Linked DNA regions of Mus musculus: regions 2, 3, 4 and 5 are each linked to region 1. A link is a contact called in public Hi-C, HiChIP or PLAC-seq and promoter capture Hi-C data. All regions are on one chromosome and are shown on one strand. Each heading gives the region's core, a stretch centred on a gene start, on an enhancer-like site or on the middle of the called end of the contact. The rest is flanking DNA. Distances are from core to core; before and after follow the strand shown.

The links. Promoter capture Hi-C pulls out the DNA fragments that hold promoters and counts their contacts. Hi-C and Micro-C count contacts between places; a contact is called where the count stands out from the background. HiChIP or PLAC-seq counts read pairs in DNA pulled down with a chosen protein or histone mark.
Region 2: a FOXA1 HiChIP or PLAC-seq map of pancreatic cancer cells shows a contact between it and region 1. The contact joins the promoter of Srebf2 here to the promoter of Rangap1 in region 1. A contact is called at or near these places in 3 of 115 datasets of contacts at active chromatin or transcription factors (embryonic stem cells, microglia and pancreatic cancer cells).
Region 3: a contact with region 1 is called in a promoter capture Hi-C map of the HPC-7 cell line. The contact joins the promoter of Xpnpep3 here to the promoter of Rangap1 in region 1. A contact is called at or near these places in 20 of 39 promoter capture datasets (the 3T3-L1 cell line, the C10 cell line, the HPC-7 cell line and 14 more), 6 of 484 Hi-C or Micro-C datasets (CD8 T cells, LSK cells, bone marrow-derived macrophages and 3 more), 17 of 115 datasets of contacts at active chromatin or transcription factors (the 230-238 cell line, the SCID.adh cell line, Th17 cells and 11 more) and 5 of 9 other capture datasets (adipose tissue, embryonic stem cells, liver and 2 more).
Region 4: a promoter capture Hi-C map of liver shows a contact between it and region 1. The contact joins the promoter of Snu13 here to the promoter of Rangap1 in region 1. A contact is called at or near these places in 10 of 39 promoter capture datasets (the C10 cell line, the HPC-7 cell line, cranial neural crest and 7 more), 2 of 484 Hi-C or Micro-C datasets (CD4 T cells and embryonic stem cells) and 4 of 115 datasets of contacts at active chromatin or transcription factors (embryonic stem cells and microglia).
Region 5: a Hi-C map of bone marrow-derived macrophages shows a contact between it and region 1, with 26 read pairs. The contact joins the enhancer-like site here to the promoter of Rangap1 in region 1. A contact is called at or near these places in 1 of 39 promoter capture datasets (cranial neural crest), 1 of 484 Hi-C or Micro-C datasets (bone marrow-derived macrophages), 12 of 115 datasets of contacts at active chromatin or transcription factors (the 230-238 cell line, the SCID.adh cell line, acute myeloid leukemia and 8 more) and 3 of 9 other capture datasets (adipose tissue, embryonic stem cells and liver).

What each region holds. Positions count from the first base shown.
Region 1 is chr15:81,727,081-81,733,293 of GRCm38.p6, forward strand. Rangap1 (RAN GTPase activating protein 1) reads right to left here and starts at 2,839. Exons shown (of 16, transcript NM_001146174.1): 1 at 2,632-2,839.
Region 2 is chr15:82,144,404-82,150,616 of GRCm38.p6, forward strand. Srebf2 (sterol regulatory element binding factor 2) reads left to right here and starts at 2,866. Exons shown (of 19, transcript NM_033218.1): 1 at 2,866-3,087. The coding sequence starts at 3,000.
Region 3 is chr15:81,396,573-81,402,785 of GRCm38.p6, forward strand. Xpnpep3 (X-prolyl aminopeptidase 3, mitochondrial) reads left to right here and starts at 3,566. Exons shown (of 10, transcript NM_001347075.1): 1 at 3,566-3,715. The coding sequence starts at 3,652. St13 (suppression of tumorigenicity 13) reads right to left here and starts at 3,122. Exons shown (of 12, transcript NM_133726.2): 1 at 2,913-3,122. The coding sequence starts at 3,022.
Region 4 is chr15:82,044,241-82,050,453 of GRCm38.p6, forward strand. It overlaps Snu13 (SNU13 homolog, small nuclear ribonucleoprotein (U4/U6.U5)), which reads right to left and starts at 3,358. Exons shown (of 3, transcript NM_011482.4): 1 at 3,247-3,358. The coding sequence starts at 3,249.
Region 5 is chr15:81,444,502-81,450,714 of GRCm38.p6, forward strand. Xpnpep3 (X-prolyl aminopeptidase 3, mitochondrial) reads left to right here. Exons shown (of 10, transcript NM_001347075.1): 8 at 3,818-3,995. Among named protein-coding and RNA genes, the nearest start is that of Rbx1, 19 kb to the right of the region's middle. Within about 2 kb of position 3,895, at least 16 of the 459 cell types and tissues checked have an H3K27ac peak or open chromatin away from gene starts, as enhancers often do. A contact at or near this core is called in acute myeloid leukemia and bone marrow-derived macrophages, where this site is marked.

The DNA of each region.
Region 1 (6,213 bases), core at 1,589-4,088:
CATGATGGTTAAATCACAGGCGTTGATGATAAATCTGAGTACCACTCTCTAATTCTGTTTAGGTTTTTCTAATGACTTCCTCCACCTACCCTAGTACTAACCAAGGGACTCTGAGCCAGCAGTCAGCATTAGGATAGGTGTTTTCTATGCCAGGAAGTAGGACTATAACCAAATATATATTTCATAATGTCACCACCAGAGACAAAGTTGCCCACAGCTGGGAGCTTAACAAATTAGCAGAATGGGAAAGTAGGGCTGGCATACAGCTAAGTGAAGGGACCTATCAGGCATAGGGGGCTGTAGGTTCAAGCCCCAGCACTACCACAGAGAGGAGAGAATGGATAACTCCATGTTCCCCAAAAGAATGTGGCAGGAGGGTTGGGGATTTAGTTCAGTGGTAGAGCGCTTGCCTAGCAAGCCCAAGGCCCTGGGTTCGGTCCTCAGCTCCGGGAAAAAAAAAAAAAAAAAAAAAAAAAAAAGAATGTGGCAGGTAAGCAGGGTGTGGTGGTTTGAATTAGAATAGTCCCATGGGCTCATATACTTGAATTCTCTCTCTACCTTTAGATTGAGTTATAGCTCTCAGACATTGCTCCAGTTTCATGAATGCTACCAATGCCCCTCCAATGTCCTGGGCCTCAAGACAGCCTGCCCATATGAGACTTTCTCTGGGCTTGGCCAGCTGCCCATCATCTTTACTTATTTTACCCCCAAACACCCTGATTTATTAGTCAATAAGCATAAATTACAAGTCAGGATTAAAGCACTCAGCAAAACACTGTATTGAGCACCATGTACTGGATACTGTTTGAAATACCAGGAGAACAAATATCACACACCCCTTGAAGCTTATAATCTAAAATCAAAAATATTTTGCATGTTACTGAAAAAGTACATGGAGCTGAGGAAGGGGCAGTTCAGTGGTAGAACTCTTGCCCAGTATTTGTGAAGGGCTAGTTTCAATCTCTAGCACCACAAAAAATAAAATAATAAAAAAAGGCCAGGTGCTGGGGCACACCTATGATCTAGTATTTGGGAAGGGAGTCAGAAGGATCAGGAGTTCAAGGCCATTCTCAACTACTAGAGGAGCTAAGGTCAGCCTAGACCACAGGAGACCCTGTCTGAAAAAAACAAAAAAAAAAACAACAACAAAAAAACCAACCAACCAACCAAACAAACAAACAAAAAAACCCACACAAACCACCAGGAAAGGGGCAAAGAAGAAGGTGGTTTTTGCCAGTTTTCTTTTGGGGGCAGAGGGTAGGGTTTACAATAGAATGACTAAAGGTGGTGTATGTAAAGAAACTAAAGATATCACTGACTGAGCCAAGCAAAAATCAAGGGAAGAGCATTCCTACAAAGGGAGCAGAATATGCAAAGGCTCATGGGCGACAGGAGGGGCCATGGTCAGAGCAGAGGAGAAAAGATAACAAAGGACATTCTAATTACTGTATCAGTATGAGTGACCAGGAGGGTCCCTGGAAGGTTTCAAGCAACTAAGCGTACACCAAGCTGTTTTTGACAGGAACAGGGTCCCAGTATAAGGCCTGATATTCGAGGGCTCAAAGAATGACAACACTGAGAGGTAGTCTCCTCAGACCAAATAAGCTAGTTCAAACCAAATTAAAGTATAAAGGCAGGTTTATTGGGGACAGCGCTCTAGTGGGTTCACTGGTCCCAAAGAAGGAAAGTCGCCTTGCAAACAGGGAGACAGAGGGGTGGGGGAGAGAAGGAAAAACGAGCTCACATATGCAGAAAGTGAGAGAAATGCAGACAGAGGAATGGAAGGGTAAGTGAGAAGACCAAAATGTCAGGATTATATAGTGAAGAGCTTCAGGGGAGAGAAGCAAGCCCAGCCCCGGGACTGGAAACTTCAAGTAGGGACTGAGGGATTCTGGGAGAACCTGGAGGCCATGTCCGCTTTGGTAGGTTAAATAGGCACCTTAGCCAGCTGTCACGGGCCAGAAACCCAACAAACACGAAGATGAGTAAAAATCTATCTGGAATTCAGCCACCTCTTACAGTTCCACGATGGGACAATGAGATTAAAAACTGGTGGTGGTAGGTAGGGCTCCAGGTGGAAGGGACACACAGACACACACACAAGCCCTCCCCAATTCACTTTAAAGAATGACTAACCAAAGCAAAACAGGGATGGTATTGAGCTATCCAAGGTCAGCAGACGGCCTGGGAGAGAGCAGGCACAAACGGTCAATACACAAACGCCCTCTCCTCCTGGGCGGCCGCGTGGGGGACGTCCTCAGGTGCACGGCCATCCATCGACCCAGCCAAGCGTCAGCAGTGACTCATGCCAGGCTTCCCGCGCGGACGTGGGCCGACTGGGTAGGCAACGATGGACTGCGTAGCCCCACCCGGCACGCCAGCCGGCTTCCTACCGCCTCCAGGTGAGATGGATGGCAACGGGAGGCGCCACCGCCGAGAGGAAGCTGTGGCTAGTGGCCACTCTAGGCCTCAGTTTCCCCAAACGTACAAGGGGCAGCGGCGCCCAGCGTCCCATCCCCCAAAGCCGGGCGCAGCGTGATCAAAAGGGTAGAAGCAAGGCGATCGCTTCGCCCCACCCAGACCCTGGTGGCCCAGGCAAGTGACAGGAAGAGCGTGAGGGCCCCGACTCACCACAAATTAGCGGCACCGCGGCGTGGGGGGACGGAACGCGCGCGTCGGTCACTGCTTGAGAGTCCGCGTGGGGGCCAGGCCCAGTGACCAGTCTGCTTGCCTCTCCTTGCTGCCGCGGCTCCTCGTTTAGCTCGTGCACACCACCTGCTCCACGATCCCCAGCGATTATGGCGGCGGAGGAGGATTTTTGAAAGCCGGCAGTTTCTTTCCTTCGATTTGATTTGTTCAAGCCGGAGCGGGGTTTTGCCGGGCCGGCTTGCGGGGCCTACTGGGAAAGGAAGTCCTGTCCTCCGGCGCTGGCATGGCGGGACGCGCGCGATGAACTACAATTCCCATGATGCAGAGCGCTCGGACTTCGCAACCCTCCTCTCCGCCCTCTCGGCTTCTGGCTCTTTCTCTACAGTACTCTGTGGGATGGTATTTGACGGAAGCGCCCGCAGACTACAAATCCCGACAGACCATGCCGCGAAGTAGCCGCACCCTTCCGTAGAGGTTAGCGCTCATTCATGCAACTTTATTGACAAAGGCGAAACAGTGAATCACTGGATCACTTCAGCATTGATAGGGATCTACTTGCTAAAAGAAATGACTTTAAAAACAAATTCTAATTCCCCTGAAATTGAAAGGAAACTCCAAAGATAATTTTTAAAAATGGAGAAAGTCATTTTGTAATAGAGACAAACTCCAGGCATCGCCTTAACCAACTGGTTCATATTAACATCAATATGAACACAGCATGGCGCACTGATGACACAGCATGGCTGTCCATTCTTCAAATGGATAAAATTAATCAAATCAGAGAGAAAGAGACGGAGAAACAGAGAGCCGGGGAGGGTGGGGAGAAAGAGAGAAAGAGAGAGAGAAAGGAGAGAAACAAAAGCCAAAACCATCTTCCAGAATAACTGGTCTGTATTGTTCCAAATTCTCCTGTGCCATTCAATTTGAAGAATGTTACTCCTTAAAGCCTATGGAAGCCGGGCAGTGGTGGCCCACGCCTTTAATCCCAGCACTCGGGAGGCAGAGGCAGGTGGATTTCTGAGTTTGAGGCCAACCTGGTCTACAAAGTGAGTTCCAGGACAGCCAGGGCTATACAGAGAAACCCTGTCTCGAAAAAAACAAACAAACAAAAAAGACTATGGAAAACGGTTGCTCTGGGGCATAGCTCAATGATAAGTGTATGCATTGAGTTTGAGTTCATCCCCAGCCCTAAAAATTAAACAAATAAATATGAAACAGACATGTTTAATAAGTGAAATACCCGGGCCTGGGTTTCATCTTTCACGGGGCAACAGAGATTTGCTATAAAGGACAATACTAAAATAATTAGCAAAATGTGTCTGTATAGTAAGTGTTACTATCAATATAAGGTGGGTTTTTTTTTGTTTTTGTTTTTTGCTTTTTGTACTGTGGAGTATGTGTGATAGTGTGAAATAAAGTAAGAGAAGTCTTTTTACTCTTCCTGGCATGTACTTCTAATGTCCTTGGCAGACACCCAACCATTGTATGCTGCAAAAATCAGTGAATGCTGGGTGTGTGGGAAAATACTCTATATGGAATCCTTGTCTGTCTGATTGTTGAATGAGAGATTGGGGTGACATGTATTTTCTTCTATATTTTCTTTCTTCTTGGAGAAAACTGCTGAAATGATTAGAGATAAAGAGACATGATGTTTAAAACTTATCCTCAAAGAGTATTATTATTATTTTTTTTTAAATGTGTGGAGTAGGGCTGGAGTGTTGACTCGGCAGGTAAGTCACACATCCAGAAGACGCAGGTTCAAGTCCCAGCACCCACAGGGCAGTTCACAGAAGTCTGGAACTACAGTTCCAGGAGATCCAAAGCCTTCTTCTGACCTCAGCATGCATTGCATACATGTAGGGCACAAACATACTTGCAGGCAGAAACATATAATATATATATACTTTTTTGTTGTTTTTTTTTTTGTTTTGTTTTTTTTTGAGACAGGGTTTCTCTGTATAGCCCTGGTTGTCCTGGAACTCACTTTGTAGACCAGGCTGGCCTCGAACTCAGAAATCCGTCTGCCTCTGCCTCCCAAGTGCTGGGATTAAAGGTGTGCACCACCACTGCCTGGCTTATACTTTTTCTTTCTCTCCAGCCCCCAATCGATAATACTTGAAAATAGGTTTTCCCCACGTATCCCTGGCTGTTCAAGAACTTGCTCTGTAGTCCACGCTGGCCTAGAACTTGGATATCCACCTGCGTTTGCCTCCTGAGTGCTGGGATTAAAAGTGTGCACCACCACCACCACCAGGGTAACTTTTTTGACCGTTATATAAAGAAAATGTTAGTTATAATTGCTTCAGGTCCTCTCCAAGAGCAGCATGTGCTCTTAATGTCAGCGCTGTCTCTCCAGTATGCATGAAGTTTGTTTGTTTGTTTTATGGAAGGTTTGCACATTGTTTACTTTTAGACAAGATCAGTCTTAAACATAGCCCAAGCTGTCCTAGAACTTAAGATCTCTTGACTTAGCCTCCCAAGTGCGGGGATGAACACACTGCAATACCTTGAGAACTGAAGCGGTGATTAATGCCTTCCTTTATTGACTGTGTTACGGTCGTCTGTCTGTCACTAGCTGATCTTGTGTGTGAAGTCACGCTCCTCTCTTTTACAAGGATTGTTATTTCATGTGTACGGGTGTTTTGGCTGCACGGATATCTGTCCACTATGTATGTGTGGTGCACACTTGATGTGAGCTGCCACACGGGCACAGGGAATTGAACCCTGGTCCCTCTGGAAGAGGAGCAAGTTCTACATGCTGAATGCTATATTCAGCCTCTTCAAAAAAATTAAATTGTATTATTTTATGTCTATTAGTGTACTGCTTTCATGTACATCTGTGTGTTTCTTGTACCTTGTGCCCATGGAAACCAGAGGATGTCAAATCCTCTGGAAATAGAGTTATAGACAGGCTCAAACCACCAGGTGGGTGCTGGAAATCGAAACCAGGTTCTCTGGAGGAGCATCCAGTGTTCTTCAGCACTCAGCCATCTCTCCAGCCCTCCTCCACTACCACTACTTCCAGTGAGGAAAACTTTTTACATTTATTTTGTGTGTGTGTGTATGTATGTGTGTGTGTGTGTGTGTGTGTGTATGCATGCGCGCTTCAGGCTTGGCATCTGGCAGCTTTTCCCAGTGACTTATCTCAATGGCCTATGACGTTCTTTCTTTCTTTTTTCTCACTCTCACATTTGAGAATCTAAATTCAAGGATGAGTTCGAACTCCTGATCCTCTGCCCTTTGCTCTTAAATATTAAAATTACAGAAGTGCCCCATAATGTCTAGTCTGTGGTCTATTTATTTACTTGAGACAGGGGCTTATTGCAGTTGCTTTTCTCTTGCTGTGATTTGTGTGTGTGTATGTGTGTATGGTTTTTTTTTGTTTTTTGTTTTTTTTTGTTTTTGAGACAGGGTTTCTCTGTATAGCCCTAGCTGTCCTGGAACTCACTCTGTAGACCAGGCTGGCCTCGAACTCAGAAATCCGCCTGCCTCTGCCTCCCGAGTGCTGGGATTAAAGGCGTGTGCCACCACGCCCGGCTTCTTGCTGTGATTTAAAAAAAAAAA
Region 2 (6,213 bases), core at 1,616-4,115, 420 kb after region 1:
GGGGTGCTCACGATGGCATCTGCGATAGTGTAGTCTAGGATGTTCCAGTCTCCTAAACTTCCAAGTCCAGTCTGTGGCACTGTGGGGAATCTGGGAAACCCCTAGTTACCTCTTAAGGCAGGGAAGGCTTCTTAAAAGTGGCGCTGATGACATTTTGGACCTCTGAGCTGTTGTGTGAGGAGGCTATCCAGAGTGGTGTAGGATATTTAATAAGTATCCCTGGTCCCCACCTGTTAGATGCCAGGAGCAGTCCCCCAGCTAGGACAGCTAAAAATGTCTCTAACCATTACTAGATGTCTCTCAGGTTGGCAGTCCTCCATTCTCCTCTGCCCTCCAGAGATATGTCGAGGACTTCTAAGGGTGAGCCTCATGGGGTTTATCCTCTCTTTTAGACTTTTTCTTCTCTTCTTTAGATGAATAGGTATTTTGACCTAGCTTCCCTTTTCTGGGCATTTCTTCTTGGACAATCAAACTCTCTAGATTTTAGCATCTGCCCTACTACCAACCGGCAGCCATCATTATGTCTGTTTCAGCTCGTTCCAGCTAAACTCTTGATTAGTCCAACTGGAGAGCCTCCTAGAGGCAGTAACATCTGAAAGATGGTGGAGGACGCCTGAAGGCAAAGCTCTCAGAGGAAGTCAATGAGAAATATTTCTACGATGTACCAATCCATGGTAGGTATCTGGATGTAACAGTCACTTAGCACAGTCTCTTCGAATAACAACCTAGCTCCTGAGGAGTAGCTTGTACAGTGTGACAAGCTGTCATCCCAGTGGGAGCTAGGTGCCAGCTGAAGGGACATTCAGTTATGTGGACAAAGCTGGAGGGAGATGTCTTTTTTGCTGAGGTGTGGGACCAGTGTGGTGGCCATCCTGTTACAATTTCTTTTTTTTTTAAAGATATACTTATTTTATTTATATGAGTACACTGTAGCTGTCTTCAGACACACCAGAAGAGGGCATCAGATCCTGTTACAGATGGTTGTGAGCCACCATGTGGTTGGTGGGAATTGAACTCAGGACCTCTAGAAGAGCAGTCAGTGCTTAACCAACTGAGCCATCTCTCTAGCACCTCCCCCCACCCACCTTACCATTTCTAATGAGCCTCCTTTTGTCCTTTCCCAGGCCAGTTGCTAAGCACACACATGAAGGTCAGAGAACTTCTGAGAATCAGGTCTCTCCACCTATGTGAGTCCCAGGGGTTGATTTCAGGTCAGCAGGCTTAGCCAAAAGCACCGCACTGAACCATCTTGCTGGCCCCAGGCCAGAGTCGTGATATCCAGCCCCTTGTTAGTCTCATCTTATCTTTACTTTTCCTTGGCTAGTCTGTCTTGTGTGTGTGTGTGTGTGTGTTTTGTTTTGTTTTTGTTGTTTAGTGATTTGATTTTGTTTTGTTTTTTTGAGGCAAGGTTTCACACACACAAAAAAAATTCAGGCCACTCTGGACAGCTTCCCCAACCCCACCTAGAAACCCTGTCTCTTGCTCAGTTCTTTGCTATTTCTTGTCCCCCAGCAGAGGCGCCTCTCCCAGTAAATCTCTCCTGTGAGACTTGTTGTGATGTGACTTTGTGGGTATTCCCAGGCGCCTGATTGCCAGGATCTTTTTCCCTCTCAGAGCTGCAATACCTTCACTGGAGACCCTTTCCCCCTCAGAGCCTGCTGGAACACTTCATCCCAGAAGTTAAGAGCTGTTTGCTTGCCACGGAAATCAAATAAATGTGACAATGACAACTGTGGTCTTGTGCTGTTTTAAAGATGACAAACCAGGCTTATCAGCAAACAGTTGCTTAGCCAGCCCAGGAGCAGGAAGTGGCTTATTGGATATGCAGGTCTCCCCACAGAGCCTTCAGCTCTGACCCCCTAAGAACAACTGCCTCAGACTCACAAGAAGCTCTTCCTATGTATGCCATGAAAACCTTCTTCCTCTCAGTATACACTTAGGTCCTTTCTCAGATGTCCATTCCAGCATTTCTTTTTTTTAACGATGCCCTGATATTCTACTGTTTGGAGGTAATTTATGTACCTGATGCCTTACTGTGTTACTGTTTTCCCGTTAGAGAACTTTGTGATGAATGTCTTTGAATACATGTACTTAATAGCATTCCTCGGAACACTAATCTTTTTGTTTCTTCGGATAAGTTCTTGGAAGCGTGCACCTTTGTGTGCAGTGTGACCGACTACCTGTAAGATGATGCAGTGAGGTGACTGCAGGAGTGGGGCCTCACCTGGAGAGACCATTGAACAAATGACCTTGTCTGAAGGCCTTAGAATGATCGAGGTTTCCCAAAATTGAGGGCCAGTTGTAAAATGTTCACAATACTCAGGTGATCTCAAGACCCTGTTAAGTCTCGGATGGGATAAGTGTGACTTAGGGTCTGGATAGCCTATCCCAGAATGTTAGGGTACTATGATTCTACCCAGAGCTAGGGGGAGGGAAGAGGCAACTGGGGAGATGACGTAATGTGCTCCTAGAGTAAAGGGGGCGGTGGTAGAAGGTAGCGCCGGACAGCGGTGCGTTAACCCTTCTATTTCCGGGCTCTCGACAAAGTTGCTCCTGGAGCTGATCCAACGGAAAAGTAGCGGCTCCTTTAAGCCAGAAGAAGGCTGGGACGAGGACCCGGCGGCTACTCTCCGCTGGCGCTTGGATGCCGTGAGGGGCGGAGTCCCGCTATGCAAATCTGAGCTGCTGATCGATGACGCACCATCACCCCATGAGCCGCTTCGCGCGCCGATTGGCTAATGCAAGCCTGGTCCCATTGACAACAAACTTGGGGGTGCGGAGGCTCGGGGCGGGGCTGCAGTGGGCGCGGCCCGGGGCGGGGGAATTCTGCCCCGCCCCTTCCGTGGAGTCGGGGCGCAGCTCAAACATGGCGGCGGTTGGCACGGGGCGGTGAGGCGGTACCAGGTGGGGGCTGTCGGGTGTCATGGGCGGTGGCGGCGGTACCGCCTCCGCGTCTCCCTGAGCTGGACCTCACGGGGGACTCTGCGCCAAGCTGGGCGATGGATGAGAGCAGCGAGCTGGGCGTTCTGGAGACCATGGAGACCCTCACGGAGCTGGGCGATGAGCTGACTCTCGGGGACATCGACGGTGAGTGGCGGCGGCTGGGTGGGAGTGCGGGGGGCGCGCGGGGAGGAAGGGGTTACGGCGGCGCTCGCGGGTGCGCGTGCGCCCACCCCGCGATCGCCCCGGCGTGCGCGGGAAGGAACCCGCGGGGGCCGGGCTGCCCGGGAGGTTCCCAGTTCTTCTGGCTCCAGAGTCTGAGCCCGGGTCGTGACGCAGGGCTCCCGGTGGCTGAGGAGTCGTGGGCGCCGCGGGGCCCGAAGCGGGGCTGGGGGCGTCGCGAGTGCCGCCAGAGGAGAAAGCGAGGCGGCTGCCTCCCTCGCGCGCCCACACGCGCTCTGGTTTGTCCGGTCTTCGCCGGCGTCCCGCGTCGCACCTGTCACTCCCTGCCTGGCCACTGGAGCGGCTTCGGGATTTCCCGGACTGCGCTCCCGGGCTCGGCTCCCCCACGCCCCCGCTCTTTTCGGGATTGACTGACAGCCGGGTCTGCGGGCGCTCTGGAAAACTTTGGGCAACAGCTGCAAAAAGCAAGTTACTGATGGAGTGGACAGAGACCGCAGAGTGCGGCGGCCTTGGATGGAGACCCGGGCGCTCCTGCTGTCGCACTGCAAAGGGAGTTGAGCAGCAAGAATTTTGAGTTGTGGCCCCTCGGGTACAGACTAGGGAGCTGGTGGCCTTTGTTTCGGCGGCCTTAACAGCGAAGTGGAAGAACTGGTAGGAGCCCAGGGAACCTCTCTTAAAATTCTCTCACTTTTCAGCCACGGGAAGGAAGGTTTGGAGAGGGTCCCAGACTTGCCCGCGGTCATCATGCTGGTTAACAAAGCCCAGTTCTTTCTGTTTCTGAGCCACTATTAGTTTCTTTCCACTCCACCTTTAAGAAAAATAGGCTAGTAATTAAGTCATTCTCAGTAGTCAGGGCTCTTCTGAAGTTCTCAGTCCCAAATACTTTGCGTTAGTTCATTTATTCAATCCCGCTGAATTGGGTATCGCTCAGTTTTGCCGGAGGTGTCGTTTAAGGTCACTTACTTTAGAGAGTCCAGAACTCCTAGGCAGTGACTCAGTTTATGGAATGTTACTACACCTAGAATCTAGAACCTTGCAGGCAGATGTGATGGCCACATCCTCGCTTCGCAGGCGAAGAAGCAGGTAGAAGGTTCTCTCGTGGAGAAAGGAGTGACAACAGTTGTTTAAAGAAGGTGTTGGCCAGGTGCCTGTTTTGCTTTTGTAGCATTTTGTAGCATTTTTCCCTTAGGGTTCGCCCTTACTTCTCATTTTGGTCATCCAGACAGTGTGACAAGCCCGTGTATTGGAAGTTCCACTTTTAACCACAGATTCTTCCACCAAGGATCGCTAAACACTAAGATAGGTTAACGAATGGGAGGGGTTACTCCTTGGAACGTGGGAGTGGCTAAAGTGTTTTGAGCACCCAGGTACAAGATAAAAGTGTTAAGCACTCACACAGGTTCCCAATACTTATCACAGCCCTGTCAGATAAAGATGGATGTCAGACTGGCCATCTCCCCTCACCGTTGTTGGGACTGAAGCCCAGCGCTGTTCATTAGCATACCCAGGGTTCCCTAGTCAGTAAGGATGTCTAAAACTGCCTGCCAGCAGGTACAAGAGAAAATTCATCTTGGTCTTTTTTTTTTTTTTTTTTTTTTTGTACTTACATTTTATAATGATCTTTATTTGTCTGCGTTTTCAGTCTATTAAATCATCTTAGCGGTTAATATTAACCTTATAGATTGCTAAGTCTCACGGAAAATTTTAGGACCACCTGGGGTTTTGTATGTGCCTAGGGCAGCAAGTGCAAGTCAGAGGTGGGAAAGCTTCCTTGAAGGCTAGTTTACCAGAAAGATCACACCAAGGAGATAGCCATTGACCTTAAAAGACAAGAAGAACCAGTTGAACAAAGCTAAGGACACCGGGCTAGTTGGAAGTGTCCCCTGAACCCTCTGTTCTCCTGAGCAGGTTACTGGAGGGGCGGGGGGCGTGGTACGACGGGACAAGGGGACAAACCACCTTTCTTTTTCTTCCCTCTGTTCTTTGCACCGAGAACAGCCCTTGGGACAGTGAGAATGCTCACTGTTTATGGAATGTCTGTATGAGTACCTGGGACAGGATACTAAACGGTATTAGGTATAGTTTCCATGATTGGATCAGGGTGAGCAGCCCATGTGCATCCAAGAGGAGGAAGAGGAGAGGTGATATGAATGCACTTTTGTAACTGGAAGCCTAAAAGTCTCATGGCTGCCTTCAGGAGCTCAAGGAGCTGTGAGTCCAAGACCAACAGGGTCTCTTCTTAGTCGGAGAGCTTTACGTTCTTTAAGTTCTTCTTTCTTTTTTTTTTTTTTTTTTTTAAAGATTTATCTATTTATTATGTTTAAGTACACTGTAGCTGACTTCAGACAATCCAGAAGAGGGAGTCAGATCTTGTTACAGATGGTTGTGAGCCACCATGTGGTTGCTGGGATTTGAACTCCAGACCTTCGGAAGAGCAGTCGGGTACTCTTACCCACTGAGCCATCTCACCAGCCCTAAGTTCTTATTTCTTTGGGGTAAAATAAATGGTCACTGACCTGGAAATATAGTTCCATGGCAGGGTGCTTGCCTGGAATTCATAAATTTATGAGTTTGATACCTACTACCACAAAGACAATGCAATTGAGCACAGTGGAGCATAAGCCATCTCAGCTTTCAGAAGCTGAGGCAGAGGGGTCACCTCATGTTCTAAGACCAGCCCAAACAACTTAGTGAGACCCTCATCTCAAACTAAAAAAGAATGCTGGAGGGGGGAGGGGCAGCTCAACAGTAGAACTCTTGCTTAACATATGTTGAGGTCCTAGGTTCAATTCCCAATACTGCCCAAAAAAAAAAAAAATAGAATAAATAAACAATTTCAGCAGGACACTATATAAATAAGAAAGGACTTTCTTATAATGGGGACTGAGATAACCTAGATAAATTAGGTGATGGAATGAAGCCCTTTGGAAGAATATCAATGTCATTCTCTCTGAAGCAATGCCAGAGTCTGGAGTTTTATTTATTTTTTTAACTGTTGGCTTCATTATCTTTTTTTGGTTTGTGTGTGTGTGCCTCTGATTGTGGGCATAGGTGTGCGTTGGTGTCTGTTTTGCCCTTACAGTATGACTT
Region 3 (6,213 bases), core at 2,316-4,815, 330 kb before region 1:
GCTAGTCCTCAACTCCTAGTCCTAACAAATATCTAATGGCAACTTATGCATCTTTTGTTTTTGAGAAAGCAAAGGCTTCAAAACATAGGATTATTAAAGGGTATGTACCAGAACTCAAAGCCATATTATACAAGCATACCTAGGGTTCTCCTCCATTGTTTTAATAGTTACTATAGTTATTTTGTAAGTTCTTAACATGAGTAAAAGTCCTACAACAGCTATAAAAGTGAGAAAGGAAAAGAAAAAAAAAAGCTCAACAGGCTTTGAAGAATGCCAGCACACATCACTGACTTCTTTTATTCCTGAGAATATGCTTGTTAAAATATTTTGCATTTTTAGTAATCACCAGGTCCATTTACCCCAAAGAAAACTACCCCACCAGCTTTTGCTCATGTCTTAAGGAGTGCCTATCCACACTCTTGAAACACAGCTTTAATGTGTGGGGTTTTGTTTTATTCTTTATTCTGGAGGGGAGGGACCAGTTTTTAATTGGGTCCTGCTATGTTTGGCCAGGCTGGTCTGAAACTCCTAGAATCATGGCTGCTGCAGCCTCAACCTCCAGAGTAACTAGGAACTCAGGCACATGTTGACCCACTTTTCCTCCTTAACAATCCCAGCTAGCAGGCTGCTTTCCTGGGCAGGGAAGGGTATGCTGGAACCAACGCTAAGCCTCCCCCTTAAACCCCCTTAGGGTTTTTTCTTTTTGGTTTTTCAAGACAGGGTTTCTCTGTGTGGCTTTGACTGTTTTTGAACTCCCTGGCCTTAAACCCAGAGATCCTCCTGCCTCTGCCAACAAAGTCCTGAGATTAAAAGCATTGTGACACTACCACTACCACCTGACTAGAAGTACTTTCCCAAAAAAATCCCTTCCTAGGCAACATTTGTGGCCCTCCTTTTAACCCCGAGGAGTCTCCTCCAATATGTAAACTGTTAAACTATTAAAACATAATTATAAAAACAAACTTTGTATCATTTCTCTGTGCCCTGAAACAGTATTTAGGCAGCTGTACTGACATGAGACGGACCTCTTCCCTCACAATCAGCCTTAGACTTGAGAAAGCAGCATTAGCTTTGCCATCTGATGCGATTTAAATACTGTGAGAGTTAAGGAGATTACATCTCATCAACTAAGAGTATCTGCTGTTCTTCAGAGACCCCAAGTTCATTTCCCAGCACCTATATGATGGTTCACAACTGTCTGTGACAACAGTTCCAAAGGATCAGATTCCCCACCCTGGCTTATTAAAGTGCAAGCAAATACACGAAATAAATACATCTTAAAAAAAATTAAACATATAAAAGGGTCCTTTCTAGGTGAAGAGTATCAGGGGTTGAGCTTCATTAAAGTTAAGCCACTTCCTCTTAGTCCACCTTTCCCTGAGAAGACTGTATTCTAAACCACCCAAAACGTTACATACTGGGGCTGTTGAGATAACTAAGTGATTAAGAATAATTGTTGCTCCTCCAGGAGACCCAGGGTACAATTCTCAGCACCCACAGTAATAGCTTGCAACCACCAGTTCCAAGGAACTGAATACTCTTTTCTTACAACCCTGGGCATCAGGCATACATATACATGCAAAACACCCACTACACATAAACTAGCTTGAAAAATAAAATAGCTGGTGTGTTGGCAAATGTCTTTAATCCCAATAGTTGACAGAGACAGGGGCAATCTCTGTGAACCTGAGGCCAGTCAGGGCTACATAGCAAGTTCTCAACCAGCAAAAAAAAAAAAAAAAAAAAAAAAAATTTAAAAAAAAAAAAACAAACTTACACATTATTTATTAGCTCCTTCCCTTAATCTATCTGGACTTGCAATCACCTGGCCAGAAAACAACCTCTCAGAAAGGCTGATTTACCAGAAGATATGCAAAAAGCTTGGAATAATTATCTTTAAAGAAGTAAAGTGCTTATACAGTCCCTGAGTCCTTCACTCCACACAGTTGCTTTCAGACCTTCATGGCTCAGCCTGCTTGTTTTTTCTAAGTTCTAATTGAAAAATATATAAAACTTTACTTTTCCCCATCTCTTTTTTTTTTATATTAACCAAAGACCCTAAACATGCACTTTCTCTGAAGACCGACCCTCCCCCATTTCTACAAGTGCTGGTGAGCTTCCATTGCTGACCCTAATTCAGAAAGCATGACTTAACATCCTCCCTCCCCTTGGCAGCTGTAGAGATTTAGTTTGTTTGTACTGTTGCGTTTTTCACCCTCAAATTCTAATGGTGCCTAAGCTTTCTTCTAATTCTGTCTTTAAAATCTTTTATCAACGAGACTAAAACAACAAAAAGGAGAAACCAATTCCCCAGTAATACTGTTTCCCAGCAGCTGGCACAACAATCATAGTACGCAGGCGAAATACTCTCCAGTTAGTCCTGCAAGCACACTGGTCTTTGAAGGAAAAAAAAAAATTCCTAAAGTAGCTGAAGTGACAGCGCTACAACTAACGTGGGTATAAATAATTCCCAACAAAATTCCATGCAATTAAAATCGTTGTAAGGCCAAGTACAGATAACTGAAGTTATAGAATAAATAAGTTACCACTATTAATATTTTAAACGACACATGGGTCAATGCGACTTAAACAAGACGCCAGGTTCAAGAAAAACAATCCCTTAGTAAAAGCTTTGTCTTCGTTCGCGCATTATTTCCACTGCTCAAATATTCACAACCCAAACACACCCCCATAAAGACTTAACTGCGGGGGGTGGGGGGGAACCAACTCTAACCTCTGCTTTTCCACCCCTAAGTTGCCCAACGCTCCAGATCCCTCCGAGAACCTCTCGAAGCCACTAAGAGCCACGAAGGGGCCTAGAACCGCTCCCCTCCTCCCTACGCCAGCTCGGGGCCCACTCCCCAACCCCCAACTTTCCGTCCCCAACGGTCCACGGGGCCCAGGGCTCTCACCTCTCCACCCACTCCCTCAGGAAGCGCATTTCCTCGGTGTGCAGGACGCTCGGGTCCTGCCTACACATCTTCACGAAGGCCCGAAGCTCGCTCACTTTGCGGGGATCCATGGTGGGAGGCTGGAAGCTGAAGGCGGTGGGCGGCTGCGGAGGCACGATGCCAGGCCCGGGAGCGGCTCAACGTGACCAAGTGGAAGGGGGCGGCTGCCGCGAGGCAGAACAGACTAGAACCTCCCCGGCCGCTGGCTCCTCCCCCCCAACGGCCTCGTGACCCCGGGCCTTCGCTCGCTCATTCCCACTCCTACCTCTGGACCTGTGCTCCGCCTAGAACCTTCTAGAAGTGTAGCTGCCCGTGACAATGCCTGCTTCGATCGGCGAACAGTCTCACTCGGATTCTTTCCTCTGACCTAATTCCCCGGGATGGATGAAGGACCTTGTGTCTGTGCGCTTTCAAGCGGGACATAGGGAGACATTTGGAATAAGATATTTCTTCTGTGAAGATGGGCATTAAGCAGAACGAGACGCCGCATGGAGGAGGGGGGAAAATAAATAAATGCCCGTGGGGCCGGCGCGCCCAAAACCTAGCCGAGTGACGTCACTGCTCTGCGCCGCCCCGGGAAGAAAGCCCGCGAGCCGCGCCTGCCGGAAGGGGCCGAGCAGTTGACTGGTTTCCTGGCGACGCGGCTGTGCTAGTGGCTTTCCCCAGAGTTTGTACTTTTCCTGACCAGTGGTTACAGGCCATGCCGTCTCTGCTCTCAACCCCCAAGCTGGCTCCCGTTCTAGCAAGGCTCCGCGGCCTCTCAGGTTAGAGTCTTTCCTGCCGGCGTCCCCTTCAGGTTCTTCCTTTGGAGAAAGCCTAAAGCAGCCCAAAGAGCTACAAGTTGATGATCCGTGGTTCTTCACCAATCGGCACCTGATCCCCCCTCACCACCCACGGATTTTTCTTTTGATCGATTGCTCTGGGAAAGAGTGGGCTTTAGGTTCTGTTATTCTGGGAAAGCTGGAGTGACTGAAGAGGAGGGAACTCCAAGGGATTGTCTTCAAAGTTACTCGAATTCTAAATTGGTAGCTTTTATCATCACACTTGACTAAATTGTTTAATGTCAAGTAGCGTGTGTGTGTGTGTTAGGTCAGGGTAAATCTTTCGCCTTTTCATAGGTTTCATCGGAGAGCTAGCTCAAAAGATAGAGCCGGGCTGTGGTGGCGCACGCCTTTAATCCCAGCACTTGGGAGGCAGAGGCAGGCGGATTTCTGAGTTCGAGGCCAGCCTGATCCAAATACAGAGTGAGTTCCAGGACAGCCAGGACTATACAGAGAAACCCTGTCTCGAAAAGAGAGAGAGAGAGAGAGAGAGAGAGAGAAAGAGAGAGAAGAAACACGTCTAGAAACAAATGCTTTGTGCAATTCAGTTTGTAAAGAACTAAGCGAGGGACGTGCCTAAGTCTTACATAAACAGTCAAGGTGATAGAGCACGGAGAATGTGAACCCTCCGTGTACAATATGGTGAGCAATTAACCTAACATAAAATTTTATACTGGAGAGTGAGTCACCTACTTTGTAAGGAGACCTAATGTTGGATTATACTTCAGACGAGGTGTGCAAAATCTGAACCAGAAAATAGGGTATTTGACATTAAAATTGATCTTGATATTTGCATGTGATACTTGGATTCGCTATTTAAAACTGCACCATTGCACGGAGCCTATTCTGTAATCCTGGTAGTTAAGATGTGCCTTTAACGGAAATGAATGAAAATGTGGCAGGCCACAGACTGTGACTAGACTAGAACCAGCTTTTTGTTTCGGATCGTTGACTTTCTTGTAGCTTCGTGTAAATCCTGACTTGATCCAGCTTTAGGACTAAAACACATTAAAAAAATCTAGTAAATATATTATAGTTTGTTTCTGAGGAAAAGTAAGTTCAGCATCTTGTTATATTACCACTAAATGGTTTGCGGTTTTTTTAGCTTCAATGAAGGAGTGACATTGAATCTTTACCACTGAGGGACTGAGGGACTGAAACACAGTTAAGCCAGATGTTTGTTATGTGATTGTGTCCAGTCTTTTATACCAATTCTTTGTCTTAATTCTGCTCGGTAGAATCCTTTTGCAACTTCTCATTTCATGAGCCGGAAAGTGCAGTTTCACCCAGGAACTTTTTGAGTTAGCTATTGAGGGTGCATCTCTACTTCACCCCAGTTGCTTACAGTCAAAGGGGAGGCAGACAAGCCACCAATGACATTACAGCTGAGTGGTTATAGTCTCAATCCAGCTGATAAGAGAACACAGCAAAGAAGAGAGGAATGCATTTTTTTTTAATTTTTTTTACATTTTAGTTATTGTTATCCTTGGAGTTTAGGTTTTGAGTCTCATAAATAGGACTTGAAATATGTGGTTTTTGGTTACTCCTTTCTTTAAAAAATATATACTTTTTTTTTTATTGAGACTTCCATACAATGTAGTTTAATCATTCACTCCTCTCAGAACTTACCTAGCCAACTACATGTAGTTGCCTTTCTTTAGAAAGCCTCTAGAGCAGTGGTTCTCAACCTTCCTAACCTGCAGCCCCTTAATACAGCTCATGCTGTGGTGACCCCAGCCATAAAATTACTTTCTTTTCTACTTCATAACTGTAATTTTGTTACTATTGTGAATTGTAATATAAATAGCCAGTGTACAGGATTTAAAGATCCTGGCCTGCTGTGAAAGGGTTGTTCAACCCCCACTGGGGGGGGGGGGTGTTGTGACCCACAGGTTGACAGGTGCTGCTCTAACTACCATAAGAAATCAGGTATGGTGGTGAACACTTTTAAAGCCCAACACTAGGGAGGTGTCTTAGTCAGGGTTTGTATTCCTGCACAAAACATCGAGAAGCAAGTTTGGGAGGAAAGGGTTTATTCAGCTTACATTTCCACATTGCTGTTTATCACCAAAGGAAGTCAGGACAGGAACTCACACAGGGCAGAAACTTGGAGGCAGGAGCTGATGCAGAGGCCATGGAAGGGTATTGCTTACTGGCTTGCTTCCCCTGGCTTGTTCAGCTTGCTTTCTTATAGAACCCAGGACCACCAGCCCAGGGTTGGCACCACCCACAATGGACCCAGCTTGATCACTAATTGAGAAAATGCCTTACAGCTGGATCTCATGGAGGTATTTCAAGGGAGTCTCTGTGGTAACTCCAACTTGTGTCAAGTTGGCACACAAAACCAGCCAGTGTGGAGGCAAGTGGATCTCTGAATTTGAGCCCAACAGGTGTACATAATGAGTTCCAGGATAGCCAGAGCTACATAATTGAGACTGTGT
Region 4 (6,213 bases), core at 2,108-4,607, 320 kb after region 1:
AGTCAATTCCAGAAAAGTCAAGACTACACAAAGAACACAGTGTCAAGCAAACAAACATCCAAATCACCACACCCTAGCAATGCAACAAAGAAACCAACTAAGTACAGACAGAATGTGAGTATTAACATATGCCAAACTCTCTCCAATGCCCTCTTCTGGTCTCCAAGGGCACAGCAATCATGTATGATTGCTACCTATGTAACAAGGATTCCTACCATCTAGTTTTATTCTAGAAAACTAATAATCAACAAGCTCATGGAGACAACCATATCCACCACCAAACTCACCAGCTCAAGATTCCTTACCACAACGAACCAGTTCAGAGTGTCACACTCAAACTTATAATTATTTAAGATATCCTCTAATTTTATTTTTTTAAGCGCACGCGCGCACGCGTGTATATGTGTGTGTGTGTGTGAATGACAGCAGGGCAGTTGTGCATGCCCAACTTGTGTAATCCAAGCACTCAGGAGGCAGAGGCAGGTAGGGTTCTGAGTTTGAGGCCACTCTTACAGGCTAAGTTCCAGACCAGTAAGACCAACAAGACTGTTTCAAAACAAAAATCTAAAAAGCAAACAAAGGGTGTGTATGTTTTGACTCAGTGAGATTAGATTGTAAGAAAAGTTTCCCTATTATTATTAGCTACTGAATTTAACATTTGTTTCAAAAAATGAATGAAATAATGGCGTGCAACTGCACAGACAAACACTGGTGGGGTGGGATGGTACACCAGTGTACACCAGTGTAGTCCTAGCACTGGGGAGGAGGATCTATGCAAGTGTGAGGCCAGGCAGGAACACAATGAACCTGTCTCAAAATACGGTAAAAGAAAACTACTGGGGCTGGTGAGATGGCTCAGTGGGTAAGAGCACCCGACTGCTCTTCAGAAGGTCAGGAGTTCAAATCCCAGCAACCACATGGTGGCTCACAACCATCCGTAAAGAGATCTGACTCCCTCTTCTGGAGTGTCTGAGGACAGCTACAGTGTACTTACATATAATAAATAAATAAATAAATAAATAAATAAATAAAAAAGAAAACTACTGAATTATACTGGAAACAAAAGCCCTTTATGGCACCCAGAATGGAACATTTAAATTCTATTTTTATTTATGTATTAATGTACTGGGTTCAAATTTTCATGGTGTCTTCTAAGCCTTACTTATTCCATTTCTTTGGCTTTATCACTGGTTTTCACTATTTTCTCCCTCTACTGGTTTGAATTGACTTACTTCTCTATTCTTTTTTCCTCTACAGAAATTTGCTAGGTTGCCTGGGCTGGCTCTGAATTCCTGTGCTCGATCAAATAATTACTTTCAAGTAATCTGACCTGCAAATGCACGCCTAGCTTTACCTCTAAGGTCTCAAATGTTAAAAAGCAATTCAAGCTGGGCAGTGGTGACGAACGCCTTTAATCCCAGCACTCCGGAGGCAGAGGCAGGTGGATTTCTGAGTTTGAGGCCAGCCTGGTCTACAGAGTTCCAGGACAGCCAGGGCTACACAAAGAAATCCTGTCTGGGGGTGGGGAAGCAATTCAACAGACTACTGGATTAGTTTTGTAAATTTTTTTCTGGGATGTCAGAAATTGAATTCAAGGCCTTGATCATGCTAAACAAGCAATGACCTTTTGGAGACAAGGCTGGCTAAAAAGCCCAGGCTAGCAAACTTAAATCCCTAGGCTTAATCAATTTGGTCCCCGCATCTACCTGACAGTGAAACATACAAGATTTTTGATTTGACAAATAGTGCCTAAAAATGACTCTGTCAACAAGGGCATGTTTAACCTAAAATTCCAACAGAGCTGAAAAGAAGCCAGTGATACTAGCAGCCTTAAGTTCTAGCTAAACACCTTATTAATGTTGTAAACTCATCAACTGTAGGATAGTTGTAATCGGTGGTACATCGAATTATGTAGTGTTTGATGTTACTGCTCTGTTACTAGTCTATATTTCCTGGTTTTGTGTATTAGAGAAACGTTACTGCAAGCAGTACATCTGCTATGGCAGCAGCCTCCTGGTCTAATCAGGAGGATCCAAGAATGATGACTGACCAGCCTTGGTGTAGTGGCACACACCTGTAAGCCCAGCATTCTGGAGGCCGGCCAAGGCAGGGAGATCTCATGTCCAAAGCCAGAACTCGCCCGTCCTTAAGCGATGCATGTTTGTACTCCGCCTGCTACAAGCGACCCGTTGTCCCCACTTCCCAGCCTAGACAAACTGCTGCAGAGTTCACCAAGAGCACCGCACTTCAAAACTCTTCCCTGGTTCAACACTGGCTCAGCCACTCTCTCTCTCTCAAACTCTAGACTCGGTCAGTAGTTGCTAAACCTCAGGGGTGGGAGCACGAAAACAAAGCCGACCACCCAAGGGCTGGATGAAATCGCACCAGGCCTGAAAGGGCTCAGCCAAACGGAGCCCTGTACACCATCACAAAGTGGAGACGCTCAAACGCTATCATCCCACGTGGGGCTACCAGGACCACGGATTTCTGAAGGCGTCGGTCGCTCTCATGGTGGGAGCCTTTCCTGAGCTTCCTTCACATTCCATGTGACCCCAAATTTAAAAAAGGAGGCGAGGGTGGGGTGGTGGTGGTTACCTAGTCCGGAGGGCGCGATGGTACGCGCCTTTAATCCCAGCACTGGTGAGGCAGATCTCTTGAGAGCTCAAGGCCAGCTTAGTTTACAGAGTTCCAAGGCCAACCAGGGCTCCATGAGCCCCTAAAAACAAACTAAACCAAAAAGCGCCCCCGAATTCCCTAAGTCTTAGTTCCCGACAGACCCTGGCTGCGGACCCCACGGCGATCCCCTTCCTCAACCCCGGGAGTGGAGAAGACGTGGGTAGTGAGTGCCTCGCATCCCGGGATTTCACCTCATCCCCCAGTGTTTAAAAAGAAAAGAGAAAGAAAACGAGAAGGAGAACAGACGGGCTTCCACACGCGTTCACCATCCCACGTGGGGCGCTCATTTTCCCACGCTGCGCCATGCCTGTCCCCTCGCCGCGGCCTCTGGGCACGCCCACGGCTGCAAAGCCCACCGGGCCGCAGCGACCTGGGACCTCAGCTGCCCGGGATCTCCACTCCGCCGCCCCAGGAACGACCTCGCGGGCCGCCGGAGTTCCAGCCCCGGGCCTGGAGGTCGGCCATCTCGGGGCGGGCGACATGTCGCACGCGCTCCACCTCCCCCAAGACGCAGCGAACAGGGCCCGCGGCCCGCGCTCCCCGTGCTTGCGGCCCGCCGCGCTCACTCACCATGGCTGCGGTGCGCCGGTCTCGCCGCGACTCGACGACAGCCCAACTCAAGAGGGACTGAAACGCCGCGCAGGAAAAAGGAGCGGAAATCACTTCAGAAGCGGCAGGAAGCGGAAGTGACGCCACAGAGCGCGCGCAATGACGGCGTCCCGCCCCCTTCCCGGAAGAAGAGAGTGCTGAAGTCATCTTTGGATGTGGGAGATGCGTTTTTTCAGATTTTATTAGCGTTCTAGTTAGGATCGGCAAAAGATTGTGAATAAACCACTCGGGAAGTGGCACACTAGTACAACGGGTTGTGAGGGTTGCCATTTCATAACCAGGCTTTTTTTTTTTTTTCGAGACAGGGTTTCTCTGTGCAGCCCTGGCTGTCCTGGAACTCGCTTTGTAGACCAGGCTGCCCTCGAACTCAGAAATCCACCTGCCTCTGCCTCCCAAGTGCAGGGATTAAAGGCATGCGCCACCACGCCAGGCTTTTTTTTTTTTTTTTTTTTTTTTTTTTTTTCTGAGTACATAGTGTACCCTTTTCAAAACCATCCTCTCAGGCGGAGGTTGATTTCTACAATTAGCTGGAATAATGCAGTGGTTGTGAGTCTCTTGGGGAGTGTGTGTCAAAAGACCCTTTCCCAGGGGCCGCCGAAGACCATCGGAAGACACGATTCATAACAGTAGCAAGATTACAGTTATGAAGTAGCAACGAAAGTAATTTTATGGTTGGGGGTCACCACAACATGAACTGTATTAAAGAGCTGCAGCAATGGGTAGGTCAAGAGCCATTGGACTAGGGGGCTAGTTAGTGAATGACAGGGAGGTTGTGTTTGGAGTAATTATGTAGGACACCTGCTTCCTTCTTCTGAGCATCTTGCCCCTTTCTTAGTGATGCACCAAAACTTCGTTATGAAAGGATAAACTCAAGTCTAGCGCTCCCTCCCATGAGCTCTTCCGTGATCCTCGTGGCTTCTCAGTCTTTTCCAACATGATGCCAAACACATCTTGGGGCTATTTGGATCTAGCCCAGACCCCACCATTAGAGCCAATTTCAGCTCATTGTGTCACAACTGTAGAGCTGAGAACTGGGAGGACCTTTAAGAGCCTTACAAAATAGTTCCTCATTTTTACAGATGAGAACAAAGTGTAAAGAAGGGAAGCCTGCCCACTGTCAGGAATCAAACAGTGGCAAAGCTAAAACCGGACCTTGAGATTTTTAGCATTGGGGGTCAGGCAACCACATGGATTCAAACTGCCAACAGGAGGGAACATTTCTAGAGACTGGCGAGATGCCTCCCTGGTTCAGCACACTGGCTGCTCTTCTATAGGATATGGGTTCAATTCCCAACACCCACATGGCAACTGACAACACTTGTGACTCCAGTTACAGAAAGATTCAACTGCCTCTTCTAGCATCCATGGGCACTGTGATGCACAGACTTGCATGCAGGCAAACAATCACACATAAGAGACACTTTTTAAGAATATTGATCAGGGCAATGGTGGCGCATGCCTTTGATCCCAGCACTTGGGTGGCAGAGGCAGGCAGATCTCTGTGAGTTCAAGGCCAGCCTGGTCTACAGAGTAAGTTCCAGGACAGCCAGGGCTACACAGAGAAACCCTGTTTCCAAAATGTAGTGGGGTGTCAACACAAATTCACGGAAGAACATGAAAGAGCCCAGTTTCAAAAGGGAGTGAGTGGGATAAAAGAATTTCTGGGGACTGAGTAGATAATTTAGTTCGCCTGGCAGTGGTGACAGAAAAACCCTGTTTCAAAAGAAACCCCTCCTCTCCCCTCCCCTCCCCTCCTCTCCTCTCCTTTCTTTTTCTGAGACAGGATTTCTTTGTGTAGCCCTGATTGTCCTGGAACTCACTCTGTAGTCCAGGCTGGCCTTGAACTCAGAGATCCACCTGCCTCTGCCTCTGCTGCCTGAGTGCTGGGATTCCAGGCTTGTTCTACCATGCATGCTTTTCTTTATTATGACCCAATGGGTTTCATTAAGGGGTGCTTATGGTAGCATGGATACCTTACCAGTGGTTCCAATACCAAAGGAAGTCTCTCTCTCTCTCTCCCTCTGTCTCCGTCTCTGTCTCTCTCTCCTCTGTCTCTCTCTCCTCTCTCTCTAATTTAGGATGTTTTGCTTTAAGATGAGACTTATGTTTCCCAGGCTGCCCTTGAACTTGTTCTGAATAAGCTCCTGATTCTCTGTGAACTTGGAATCCCCTTGCCTCCACCTCTAAAGTGCTGGAATTCCAGGCCTTTGTGCCACTACTCCAGACAGGACATGCTGTTTTCACGATCATGGTAGTCTATCAACACCCCACCTAATTATCTAGTTAATTCTGTTCCCTGAGGGTTTTTTTTTTTCTTTTTCAGAATCATCCCGTCCTTTTCTAATTTGTTAGCAACTAAATAGCTGCTGACATATTCTGGAAACCAGTTTATTTTAGAAATGTGTCCTACATACTTGTTGTGACTTACTGGTTTCTCATCCATCCACATTCTGCACCCCCCCCCCCAGGTTTTAGTTCTTCCTTCCTTTTGCTTTACTGAGCACATGCCAGTTTGTTCACCATTTCTGCCAATCACTATCTTGTTAAGAATATGCTATGGCTTGAGTATGTCTTATATCCCTGAATTCATACAGAAATTTGATTCCTAAAATCATGCTGATAGTATTAAGAGGAGCCGGCGTGTTACACCTAGAACTCCATCGCTCAGGAGGGTCAGAAGTTTAAGGTCATCCTCATTACCCAACGAATAGAAGGTCAGTCTGGGCTACGTGAGACCTTGCCTCAGAAAAACAAAAAGTATAACTAAGAGGGTAGGTTACCATCTGATTTTAGGGCTTAAAGGTGGGGTCTTTGGGAAGTGATTAAGATCCTGCAGCCCATTAGGTCAGAGTAGAGCCCTTGTGATTGGATCCTGGTGGTTTAATTTATTCATTTTGTCTTTTTTGTTTTTGTTTTGTTTTGTTTTGT
Region 5 (6,213 bases), core at 2,645-5,144, 280 kb before region 1:
ATCCAACGCCCTCTTCTGATCTCTGCAGGGACCGGGCAAGCATGTGGCTCCCATACATTCAGACAAGACATTCAGACACATAAAATTAAAACAGGCATTTTTTTAACATATGTATTTTTGATTTATGTTTATGGGTATTTTGCTTGCATGTATTGGCACCACATGTGTATAGCCCACAGAAGCCATAAAAGAGCATTTGATCTCCTTAAACTGGAGTTATAGGCTGTTGTGAGCCATCATGTGAGCAGTGAGAATCAAACTGAGGTCCTCTGGAAAAGCAGCCAGTGCTCTCAACCACTGAGACACCTCTCCTCCTCTTCTTCCTCTTCTTCTTCCTCCTCCTCTCCCTCCTCCTCCTCGTCTTCCTCCTTTTCTTCTTCTTCTCTTTCCCCTCCTCCTCCTCCTCTTCTTTGTTTGTTTTTGTTTTTCGAGACAGGGTTTCTCTGTATAGCCCTGGCTGGCCTCGAACACAGAAATCTGCCTGCCTCTGTCTCCCAAGTGCTGGAATTAAAGGCATGTGCTACCACTACCCAATGTAAATCAAATGAAATGGGTAAATTTAGTGATGTTGGGGTTTTCAGTCTGAGGCTATTTTCTTCTTTTTTTAAATTTAGTTTTAAATGTGTGTGTGTGTGTGTGTGTGTGTGTATAGAGAGAGAGAGAGGGAGGGGGGGAACCCTGTCTTGAAAAACCAAAAAAAAAGAAAAGAAAGAAAGAAAAAAACAATGAACCAGGCTAGTTTTCAGTTTTGATATAGTTTAAAAAACAAACAAATAAATAAAAACTGAAAGAGTAGCATTAATATGAGTCCTGGAGAGATGGCTCAGCGGTTAAGAGCACTGACTGTTCTTCTGAAGGTCCTGAGTTCAAATCCCAGCAACCACATGGTGGCTCACAACCATCTGGTAATGAGATCTGACACCCTCTTCTGGTGCAGCTGAAGTCAGCTACAGTGTACTTATGTATAATAATAAATAAATAAATCTTTAAAAAAAAGAGTAGCATTAATACAAACAAAATAAACATCAAGACAAGTGTTGTCAGAAGTAAATCAGAATATTGACTCACTACCTCACAGGCTCAGTGCTTGCTACAGTTTTTCTAATTTAATTCCACTGTAGTCAGAGAGCATACAACACTTCAGCCTTTTGAAGTCCATTGAGACTAGTTTACAGCCGGGGAAAATGTTCACGTGTTTAAAGGAATACATAGCCTGAAGGTACTCAGCACATCACTTTACAGGAAGATCTCACGACCTACGAACACTTGTCCTATAAATTAACAAGACTGTAAAAAACTGACTGCGTGTGATTGCTCATTTCTCTTTAGTCTTTCCAGCTTTCCTGTGTGTGCAGCTGTCTTAGGAATCCGTGCACTCATAGCCACTGTCATCATCGCTGTCATTACCATCAGTGTTCTGCTTCAACTCCAACAACACTAGTCCTGATGTTTATTTTGTTTGTATTAATGTCAAGTTTCTACACCTGATCTTAGCCAAAAGGTCAAGACGCTATATGTCATTTTAGCTTCTTTATGACTGATGTTCTCACAGTAATAACTTTCTCCATCTTTTTATTTTCATAAGCTTAAGGGTTTTTATTTAAAATGTTTTTTGTGCCAGGTGGCTGTGGTACAGGCCTTTAATCCCAGCACTCCAGAGCAGAGGTAGGTAGATCTCTGAATTTGAGGCCAGCCCAGTCTACACAATGAGTTCCAGGACCTAAATCTGTTTTTCAAGACAGGGTTTCTCTGTGTAGCCTTGACTTTTCTAGAACTCACTTTGTAGACCAGGCTGCCTTGAACTCAGAGATCTATCTACCTCTGCCTCTGGCCTGCAGCAATTAAAGCCATGAGCCATCATGCCCAGTGACAAAATATATTTTCAAATCTCCAAATAGAGCTAGAGAGATGTCTCAGAGATTAAGAGTTCTTGCTTTTTCTTCCAGAGGACCCCTGTTGTGCAGTTGAGAAGCTGAAGACTTTAACTTGATAAAGAGTTAACGCCCAGGGGCTTAATGATGGCTCTGCAGTTACTGCACTTTTTTTTTTTAAAAGATTTATTTATTTATTATATGTAAGTACACTGTAGCTGTCTTCAGACACTCCAGAAGAGGGCGTCAGATCATGTTACAGATGGTTGTGAGCCACCATGTGGTTGCTGGGATTTGAACTTCGGACCTTCAGAAGAGCAGTCGGGTGCTCTTACCCACTGAGCCATTTCACCAGCCCGCACTTTTTTTTATTAGATATTTTTCTTCATTTACATTTCATGCTATCCTGAAAGTCCCCTATATCCTCCCACCACCCTGCTCCCCTGCTTTCACAGTTACTGCACATAATACTGTGTCATATGACTGCCTTTTGGATCTCAGCAATCACAATAGACTATATATTGTTTTTAAAGAGTTCAAGGCCAGCCTGGGCTACATTCTGAGGTTCTAATTTTAAAATGATCAGAACCAGCCAGTCGTGGTGGTGCATGCCTTTAATCCCAGCACCCGGGAGGCAGAGGCAGGTGGATTTCTGAGTTTGAAGCCAGCCTGGTCTACAGAGTGAGTTCCAGGACAGCCAGGGCTACACAGAGAAACCCTGTCTCAAAAAACCAAAAAAATAAAACAAAATAAAACAAAAAACAAAAAAAAAGACAAAGTAGCAAAAAGGCATCAGCAAAGTAAATTACAGTGTGTCTGGGATGGACTAGTAATGGAGATACTCTGTGTAATAATGGACATACTCTGTGTAGTAATGGACATATTCTGTGTAGTAATGGAGACACTCTGTGTAGTAATGGAGATACTCTGTAGTAATGGAGACACTCTGTGTAGTAATGGAGACACTCTGTGTAGTAATGGACATATTCTGTGTAGTAATGGAGACACTCTGTGTAGTAATGGAGATACTCTGTAGTAATGGAGACACTCTATGTAGTAATGGAGACACTCTGTGTAGTAATGGAGACACTGTAGTAATGGAGACACTCTGTAGTAATGGAGACACTCTATGTAGTAATGGAGATACTCTGTGTAGTAATGGAGACACTGTGTAGTAATGGAGATACTCTGTAGTAATGGAGACACTCTATGTAGTAATGGAGACACTCTGTGTAGTAATGGAGACACTCTGTGTAGTAATGGAGACGCTCTGTGTAGTAATGGAGATACTCTGTAGTAATGGAGACACTCTATGTAGTAATGGAGACACTCTGTGTAGTAATGGAGACACTCTGTGTAGTAATGGAGACACTCTGTGTAGTAATGGAGACACTCTGTGTAGTAATGGAGATACTCTGTAGTAATGGAGACACTCTATGTAGTAATGGAGATACTTTGTGTAGTAATGGAGACACTCTGTGTCGTAATGGAGATACTCTGTGTGGATAATAGGGAAATAAAGCTGAAGGGAAATGTGTGACTTTTCTTTCAGGCAGGATCTCACTAAGTAACCCAAGCTATTGCAAACATGCCATGTAGCCCAGGACAGCCTTAAAGATACAGTCCTGCCTCAGCCTACTGAGTGTTGGGATTACTGGGTCCTATACCACTATGCCCAGCTGAGAAGTTCATAAACCTTAAATGTTTAACCTGGAAAGGTAAATGGTAAGTACTTGCCTAGTATACACAAGGCTTTGGGTTTAAACTGCAGCACTAGGAAGAAATAAAAAGTAAAAAGGGATGGGGGAATGATTAAGTCAGTAATGTCTAAACTTCCACCTTAAGAAACTACTGAAGGTCCAGCAAGATGGCTGGCTGGTAAAACGCTGCGGCCAGGCCTGACTACTGGATACATAGCTCACTTTCCTTGGTTTTCCTGTGCTTAGATTCACCGCCCCTCAGGCAGAGCTCTATGAAGCTGTTCTGGAAATCCAAAGAGCTTGTTTGACTCTGTGTTCCCCTGGGACGAGCTTGGAGAACATCTACAGCATGATGCTGACGCTGATAGGACAGAAGCTTAAGGATCTGGGCATCACAAAGACCAGCAAGGAAAGCGCCTTCAAGGTACCTCCCTCCTCACGCCAGTCCTTCAGAAGGGCCAGCAACATGCTGCTCAGTTTTTGCCCTGCTTGGAAAAGCTAATTCTTTGTAAAGTGGATTTAGCTTTAACATGGATTGGATTAAAACAAAGGGAGTCAGTACTTCTTTTTGCCAGAAGATGGCAGCACATTCTGAGTCATTGCCTGCTAGAGAGCCAGTGCAGTACTCAGACACAAGATGAAGTCTATACAGGCAGAGAGTGGGAAGAACACAAACAAGGAGAGAGGGTTAACTCCTAATCCTTTGCTGGGGTTCTGGAGGTCAGAAGGGAGGCTGTTTATTGGCTCAGTTACACTATTGAAACTTTACAAAACGCCCAGTTTTGTCTACACCTAAATGTATGACATCCATTATAGTTGCAGACCCTGAGCCACACAAGCATTAGGCAGCCTCCATTTCCAAATTTACACTTCCAGGACTCCTATTACCAAAGAAAAGAAGTTATAAATTCCCTGAACCAAGCCAACAAATTTTTAATTAACAGAACTATCCATACCAGTAAACACAGAGTCCTGCCTACTCTACAACTTGACATGGGTAGAGTAGGCTACCCAGGAGAGATGTATGTCTTTTTTATTGCATTTATGGTGGGGACAAGTTCTTGTGTAACCCAGGCTTGCCTTGAACTCAGCAGCTGAGGATGGCTCTGGATTCTTGATCCTCCTATCTCCACAGACCAAGAGTTAGGATTCTAAGTGTGGGTTCATATTTTGTGTCTTCCTTTTTAAGACATATAAATTGTAAGGATAATAGAACATTGCTGTTCTTCCTTTCCCAAAAAAAGGCAATCTCCCCACCCCTTTGCTGGGGATCAAATAGAGGATGTGTGGTAGGCAAATCCACTGGAATTCCTTAGCCTGTGCATAATGCATTTGACAGTGGTCTATACAGTATACTATACTGTGCATAATACATTTGACAGTGAGGTGGAAAGCAGTATCGTAAGTGTGGATTGAGGAAGTAACAGTTTGCCAGACATGGACATGGTTAGGTGGGTAAAGTGCTTTCTAACACAAGCATGAGGACCTGACTTCAGATCCCTAGCATCCACATAAAAAGGTAGGTGTAGACGGGCGGTGGTGGCACACGCCTTTAATCCCAGCACTCAGAAGGCCGAGGCAGGCGAATTTCTGAGTTTGAGGACAGCCTGGTCTACAGAGTGAGTTCCAGGACAGTCAGGGCTACACAGAGAAACCCTGTTTGGGGGTGGGGGGGAAAGTAGGTGTATAGGCTAGATAGATGGCCCAGAGTTTGAGTTTGGGAGCACTGGCTGTTCTTCCAGAGGACTCGGGTTCCAGCACACACATAGAGGCTCAAAACCATCTGTAGCTACAGTTCCAAGGGATCTGATACCATCTTCAGGCCTCTTAGGTCATGAGATAGATACAAAGTACACATAGATACACAAAAAGACTGAGCACAGCAGCCTGTTCCCAAAGTCTCAGCTCTGGGAGCTAGAGACCAAAGGAACCTCTGGGGACTTGCTCACCACCTAATTAGCCAGCCATTGAGCTTCAAGCTCACCAAGAAGTCTTAAAAAAACACAGCTTGGAGGGGTGGGGAGCAGATGACAAGATAGTTCCATGTAGGGCTGGTGAGATGGCTCAGTGGTTAAGAGGGCCAACTGCTCTTCCGAAGGTCCCGAGTTCAAATCCCAGCAACCACATGGTGGCTCACAACCATCCGTAACGAAATCTGATGCCCTCTTCTGGAGTATCTGAGGACAGCTACAGTGTATTTACATATAATAAATAAATAAATCTTTAAAAAAAAAAAAAGATAGTTACATGTATAAAGTCACATGCCACCAAGTCTGATGACCTGAGTTCAGTCCCAAGAACCTACTTGGCAGGAGAAAGCAGGTTGTACTCCTAACTCCACACACACGTTAGGCATGTGCATCCACACAAGAGCACCAGCAACCAACCAACCAGTCAATCAAGAGTCAAGGGAAGGTGGGTGTGGTGTTGCATGCCTTTAATCCTAGCACTTGGGAGGCAGAGGCAGGCAGATTTCTGAGTTCGAGGACAGCCAGGGCTACACAGAGAAACCCTGTCTCGAAAAACCAAAAAAAAAAAAAGTCAAGGGAAGCTGTAGAGGAAGACATCCACTATCGACTCCTGCCTCCATAGGCACACACATGCACGCCACACACCACACACCACACCCTGCCTCCACAGGC